Linked DNA regions of Zea mays: region 2 is linked to region 1. Evidence: chromatin contacts called from public Hi-C data. All regions are on one chromosome and are shown on one strand. Each heading gives the region's core, a stretch centred on a gene start, on an enhancer-like site or on the middle of the called end of the contact. The rest is flanking DNA. Distances are from core to core; before and after follow the strand shown.

What was found. Hi-C and Micro-C count contacts between places; a contact is called where the count stands out from the background.
Region 2: a contact with region 1 is called in a Hi-C map of ear, with 2.1 times the contacts expected there. The contact joins the promoter of LOC100276640 here to the promoter of LOC542744 in region 1. A contact is called at or near these places in 2 of 25 Hi-C or Micro-C datasets (bundle sheath and ear).

The regions. Positions count from the first base shown.
Region 1 is chr1:230,587,875-230,591,605 of Zm-B73-REFERENCE-NAM-5.0, reverse strand. It overlaps LOC542744 (yabby homolog10), which reads right to left and starts at 2,313. Exons shown (of 7, transcript NM_001112253.1): 1 at 1,666-2,313; 2 at 1,224-1,526; 3 at 907-1,090; 4 at 164-212. The coding sequence starts at 1,854.
Region 2 is chr1:230,827,178-230,830,819 of Zm-B73-REFERENCE-NAM-5.0, reverse strand. LOC100276640 reads left to right here and starts at 1,975. Exons shown (of 3, transcript NM_001150377.1): 1 at 1,975-2,846; 2 at 2,928-2,987. The coding sequence starts at 2,110. The coding sequence ends at 2,940.

The sequences.
Region 1 (3,731 bases), core at 1,064-3,563:
CCCGGGGGGCCGCCCGGCGCTGCTGCCAACGAGCTAGGCGGCATGCATTGCCGCGACCGACGAGAGAACCACCGGGGGCACACCGGCCATGGCTTCTTACACACACTGTAACGCACAGCATGGAAAATGCAGTGGCATATTATATATATATACTGGCACTCACTTGATGAAGCGGTTGTACGCCGACGGCACGCGCTGCCTCTTCTCCGGAGCTGCAGAGACAGAGAGACACGATCGAGGCACGCACACAGAAACATGTTAGACACACACAGTCATATATATATGCCGCGCGCATGAAAATCGAAACACGACCAGCTAGCAGTACGTGCATGTGTTCCTCACTAGCTGCTCGGCAGCACACATATAGCATGATGTATATGTACGCTAGCTATGGAGAGCTCGGCGCACTGAGCTGCACGCCCGTGCTCACCACAGTAGGAATATAGCTCGAGAACGAAACAAAGATGTGTGCCTCTCTCTCTCTCTCTCTCTCTCTCTCTCTCTCTCTCTCTCTCTCTCTCTCTCTCTCGGACAGTTGATTGAAAGCGAGCCAGCCAGCGGTGTGGGCGACTGGGCGCCGCACTTATTGATGCGACATGTACAACACCGAGCTAGGCGCATGTGTCGCTAGCTGCTAGCTAGCCCATCTGTACGTGAGCTCACTGATCTGGTCAGCCGGCCAGGGCGAGCATGCACGGAGACGGAGCTGGAAGATGAGTTCAACTGAATAGCTAGCTTCCTCAAGGCCAGGCTCAGGCTGATCGTACGATCGGTCTCACGAACGAAACCAAGCAAAAACTTGGACAATCCGAGATGAGCTAGGAACAGCGAATAATTAACACTCGGCGAGGACGTGCATGGAATAATGGGAGTCTATTAGGTGGTGACTGGTGATCTCGAACTCACGTCTGTTGATGGCGGAGTTAGCGCGCGGCGACGGCTCTTTGGCCCCTTTACCCGCTGCAGGCGCCTGGGGCTGGGGCGGGTGCGGGTGCGGCGCGGCCGCGTTCCTGCCGCTGGTAATCATGCCGCCGAGGCCGTGCTGCTCCAGCAACTGCAGGCTCGGGTTCGCGGCGCTGGATATCTCGTCCTGCATCCGCGCGCGAGGGCACGAGATTAGGCATGCAATTAATATATGACATCAGAGCGAGCTAGCTTTGAAGCAGGCGACGACGTGCTCCCAGTCCCAGTCCCAGCCGGCTCTCCGCCGGCCGCGCGCTTACCAGCAGGAGGGATTGGTGGGGAGGGATGGGCAGCGCGAGGTCGAGCGAGTGGGGGATGAAGTGGAACTGCCCGTTGTTGTTGACCGAGGTGGCTGGCGGCGGCGGCGGCGCCGTGGTCATGGTGGCGGTAGTACTGGTGACAGCAGCAGCTGGTGGTGGTGGCGGCGCGGCCGCGGCGGCCGCGGCTGTGTTCGCCGGCGTGCCCGGGAAGAGGAGGCCCCTCATGTTGACGGTGAGCAAGCTGCTGCAGTGGCCGCATCGTACCGTCACCGTCTTGAACAGGCTGCTCGTAGGCACGCTCACCTGCACCGCCCAGCCACACACAACTTCGAGCTTGTAAAAACTTTGGGATTTAAACAACACGGGCGTGCATCTGCATGTATCCGTGTGTGTGTGTGTGCATATATGGAAAGAGATCGAGAGCAGGGATTCGATCACGGACGACGAGGACGGTGTCGCAGAAGTGGCAGTGCACGTAGCAGAGCTGCTCGGAGGCCGGCGCGGCCGCCGCGGCTACCGGCGGCGTAAGCTGATGCAGCGGCGGCAGGTTCTCCACCAGGAGAGGCGGCGGCAGCTGCGGGGACGGCGGGAACACCGTGGCGGCCGAGGAGGACGAGGACGAGGACGACATGCCGACCGCGGCGACAGCGAACCACCGGTCGATCAATCGACCGCAGCTTGCTCCAGGTACGTACGTGCGCGGTGCAAGCAACAGCAGGGCACGCGAAGCAACACTGCGACAGGGGGCTGGCTAGCTGCTGGCTTCTTGCCCCGATTTGACGCGGCAACGAACGAACCGAGCCGACTGCTGTGCTGAGAGGTGGTGGTGGTGGTGGTGTACGTGAGTGGAAAGGCGGCACGCGATTGCTGCCGGGCTACCTGATTGATGGATGGATGGATAGTTTAGTAGGATATATCTCTCATCATCTTCCTCCTCACCCACCCTCCTCTCTCTCTCTCTCCTCTTTGCCTGTGTGATCTGATGGGCGTGTGATTTGATGGTTTTGGAGTGACTGATGTGTGATGCAATGGAACCTATATGTATTGGATCTGTCGTTGCTGCCGCTCCGATTTGGCAACTAGAGAGAGAAGAAGAGGGGGAGAAGACGGGAGGCGAGAGTGCCTTGGTTGGTGAGGAGATGGAGAGAGAGAAGGCGCAGAGGAGATACCGAGACAGCGTGCGAAGGGCGGGGGTGTTTTGGGGAGTTCTGTTCAACAATGAGGAAGGGACAGTGGCAGCCGCAGCTGTAGTGTGCCTAGGTAGTAGGGAGCTAGCTAGACGACGGGGGCCGTGGGGGCGTTTTTTTTTCTCTCCCTTCTGCAATGCCATGCCATGCCATGAGAAGTCGAGTGTGCAGACCAGTCTCTAGAGAATGGTAGCAACGACAAAGAGGAGTTATTTTCATGTGCTAGTATATACCGCCGTATAAGTCTCATGTGCATGTACGTGTACTGCTGTTTTCTGGTTTATTGTACATGACTCAGAATGCACAGCTGGGGCAATGCCCTAATTTTTCGGAGAACAGAATGAGGATCTTTACAGATGGTAGTAGACCTGGCCGACCGGCCGGTTGACCCATCGTTAATTCGTTACTATTTTTTAACAGGTTGGTTGCGTAAAACCAACTAATGAAAGCCTCTGCACAGCGTGAACGACTAGGCACTCGCACCAATACATGGATGTCTTACTGTTACTAGTGTAGTATGATATGTTGAATTGCGTGACGGTACACAAATTATCCGATATAAAATGTTAAAACACAACGATTACATGAAAACAAACATCACATCACTACCAGAATCGAGCGCTTTACCGAGTGTCTGAAGCACTCGGCACAGCCTGAAAAACACTCGGCAAAGACTTTGCCGAGTGTGGCACTCGGCAAAGAGAGCTCGGCGAACAGTACATCGGCAACGGCTTGTTTGTCGAGTACCTTTTATTGCCGAGTGCCAGTCGGTACTCGGCAAAAAAAGTGGCCGTCACGGCGCTGGGTAACGGAGACGGCGCCTTTGCCGAGTGTTCTAGGTGACACTCGGCAAAGAAGTTACCACTTTGCCGAGTGTCTACCAGCCTGCACTCGGCAAAGGTTCCACCATCGGCGCCCTTTGTCAGGTTCTTTTCCGAGTGCTCTAGCGGGCACTTGACAAAGTTTGCTTCTTTGCCGAGTGTTAGTGTCAGAGCACTCGACAAAGAAGCTTTACCGGTGCCCAGGTGTTGCTTCTCTGCCGAGTGCTCTGGCCCTGACACTCGGCAAAGTGACCAGTATACACCTTTTTTATTTGTTTTTTTATTCCATCCAAACAAACAAAAGATATCACATATACATCACAGATATCACATAATCATCACATATCTCACATATCTCACAAATACCATAAATCAAACATAAGTATCCAACACTCAAGAACATAAGTCTCAAGTTCTCACATAAGTATCCAACACAAACATAAGTATCCAACACAACATTACCAACAAGTTCTGAAGTCTCAAGTATCTCATAAGTCTCA
Region 2 (3,642 bases), core at 726-3,225, 240 kb before region 1:
AGTTTTATTTTATTTTTCAAAGCTATAGCTCGTGGGTCTAGACCTATTTGGATGACAGAAGCTAGAATGAACTCGAAATTATTGAAGTGAAGCCCTCCTAAATAGAACATAAAGATGTCATTATTCGACCAAAAATTTTGGTCCGCACTATTATCTACGTATAGGACTCGCTTGAGAAGACGAAAATATCCTTATTGACTTCCTTCTACCTCCATGCGCTTGCACCACCACAGCACCCAACTCTATGCCCAGCTTCTTCGATGGGTCAACGTCGATGGCGACCCCTCCGATGGGGGCTCACCTCCTTGTGGCTGTCATAGCTGGCGCACCGGCCTGATGTGATCGATGTGGAAGTGTGGAACACATTTAACAAGATGGGATAAAAGGATACATCAACATCAACATAGCCTTTTAGTCCCAAGCAAGTTGGGGTAGGCTAAAGTTGAAACCCAACAAGACGTCACCAAAAGGAGAAAAAGAGAGAAAGGGGAGGGGAAAAGCTTTTGAGAGCAAAAGGAAAAAGGCCTAATCATGGTTCGGGCACATGGATAGCTTCTTTCCAAGTACTTCTATCCAAACACAACTCCAATGTGATATTCCATTCCTTCAAGTCCCTTTTGATTGCCTCCTCCCATGTTAAGTTTGGTGGACCTCTACCTCTCTTCATGTTATTGTCCCGTCTTATGATGCCTCTATGCACCGGTGCCTCTGGGGTCTCCGGTGGACATGCCCAAACCATACCAACCGGTGTTGAATAAGCTTTTCTTCAATTGGCGCTACTCCTAGCCGATCGCGCATGTCATCGTTTCTCACTCGGTCCAATCTCGTGTGCCCACAAATCCAACGCAACATACACATCTTTGCAACACTTAGTTGTTGGATATGTCGTCTCTTAGTAGGCCAACACTCAGTCCCATATAACATAGCAGGCCTAATCACTGTCCTGTAGAACTTGCCTTTCAACTTCTATGGCACTCTCTTGTCGCATAGGACTCCCGATGCTTGACACCATTTCATCTACCCCGCTTTGATTATATGGCTAACATCTTCATCAATATCATCATCTCTCTGTAACATTGATCTCAAATAACGGAAGGTGTCCTTTTTTGGTACTATATGGCCTCCCAAACTTACATCTCCGTCCTCACTAATTGTAGTACCAAAGTTATATCTCATATATTCGGTTTTGGTCCTGCTAATTCTAAATCCTTTTTGACTCTAGGGTCTGACACCATAACTCTAGCTTTCTATTTACTCCTTCCCGACTTTCATCTACTAGAACTATATCGTCAGCAAAAAGCATACACGAAAGGATATCTCCTTGTATATCCCTCGTGACCTCATCTATCACTAAGGCAAATAGATTAGGGCTCAAAGCTGAACCTTGATCTAGTCCTGTATTAATCAGGAAAACATTTGTATCACCATCAGTTGTTCGGACGCTAGTCACAACCTTGTCATATATGTTCTTGATGAGCGTAACATACTTTGTTGGAACTTTATGCTTATCCAATGCCCGTCACATGAGATTTCTAGGTATTTTATCATATGTATTTTCCAAGTCGATAGAAACTATGTGCAAGTCCTTCTGTTTCTTATATCGCTCGATGACTTGCCTTATTAAGAAAATTGTTTCTGTGGTTGACTTTTCCGGCATGAATCTAAATTGGTTCATGGTGATATGCATCATTTCTCTTAAACCATGTGCAATAACTCTCTCACATAGTTTCATAGTGTGAGCGTAACCCGTCGATAATCCCTCGATACGATAAAAGAGACAATACTAATATAAAGTACGCGCGTGAATGTTGCAGGAGCCAATTTTTTATCGACTAGTGATAACAATCAGTTATCATCAATTATAATGATTTTTTTAAAATACTCGATTTTATAATGAAATACATCTAAAACCTTTTTTTAAAAATCCCGAGAGGCAAGAGCCCCTAAAAATCAATTGTCTCGCTGACTCGCTGCATCCTCCGGCTCCTGCCAGACCTAGGCTATTTCCCGATCAGACCTGTTATTTCCCGATCAGACCTATTCCTCTCTCGGCCTCCCACCGCCACCGGCGGCGACGAGTAACTCGCCCGCTGACCCCAGCAGGCAGCCATGGGAGGGCACGGCGGGTTGAACATCCTGCCGCAGAAGCGGTGGAACGTCTATAACTTCGACAACCGTGAGAAGGTGCAAAAAGACGAGGCCGCCGCCGCCCGGGAGGAGCAGCTCCAGCGCGAGGCGGAACGCCGCCGCGAGTCGGATCTACGCCTCGCTGCACTACGCCGTAACCGCGGCCTGGTCCAGGCGGAGACGCCCCCCGCTCCTCCATCTCACCCCGCCGGCCCCGCTGATCCGGCGGACGCCCTTCCTTCCCCGGCGGACGCCCTTCCTTCCCCGGCAACGGATGGAGACCACATCAACCTCTTCTCAGGTGGATCAGGCGTCGCCACTGATTTCGATGCGCTCGCCTCGGCCAGTGGTGGGAGGGGCGCGGCTCGGGAGCGGGAGCCTGATGCCGACCCTAACCCTAAGAAGCGGAAGAAGAAGGAAGAGGAGGTGAGGGTTGTGGGGCCCGATGAGGAGAAGTACAGGCTGGGCTACGGCCTTGCCGGGAAGGGCGTGGCGGTGCCCTGGTACATGTCGAGCCCTGCAGCGGCAGCGGCCAAGGAGGGGAGGGGCAGAGATGCAAGGGAGGGTAACGGGGTGAAGAGGAGTGGAGGGAAGAAGAGCATCGAAGAGCTGAGGGAGGAGAGGAAGAAGAGAGAGGCCAAGGAGAAGGAACGCGAGCGAGCCATCCTTGTTGCTGCAGGGAGGAAGGAGAGACAGGTGGATCGGGGGCGCCAGTCAAGGTAGTGTCATGGTGGAAGATTTGTTCTGATGATCTGGATTGCATTCTGGGCTGATGGTTACTGTTCTTTTATTCAATGCAGATGGGCTCGGTGATGTAAGGATTTTCATGGTATAATGTCCAAGAATACTAAGGAATTAAGGTAAAGTATTGCTGTTCCTGATTGTTGACATGAAACTAATTTTATTTTGTGCATACTGAATGCTATTCAAATTCGAGTGGCATAGATGGCTGAATGGTCATGACTGTTGACACTCTTTTGTTCCTTTTGATAGAGCAATGAGTGTATAAAGATGCTTTTGTGGCATGTGTACTATTAGTTTTTTTTTCTTTTGCCTGCTGGTCTAAGCTTCTAAACAACCCTGATCATGTTGATGATGTTTGTGAAAAGTTGTGTTGTATATTTGGTTCCTCCTTTATATGTACTAGTTTGCTCCCATCATACTGAGTCCATCCAATTTTTTGTCGTGATAATTAACCCATAATATTCTAAAAGTGTTCATATTGTGGTCGGGGTGTTTTGGTAGACCGGGGGCTGGCAAAGAGCGTAGCTGTGCGAGGTTGAGGGAAGAGGACCTGGACCGCCTGGCCAAGGTTTAGGTGCCAGCGATGGCAAGACAGATAGGAGGGGTGAAATTGATCTATTCCTAATCTCTTTTGAGGATACAATGCCCAATATATATGGACACTTTCCTAACAGAATCTAATCTTAACAAACCCTCTTAACTTAAGCTGCAAGCCATAGCAACCCAAACTAACCCCTTATCTTGAAGCAAAACTGATGAGTGGCTGCTGAC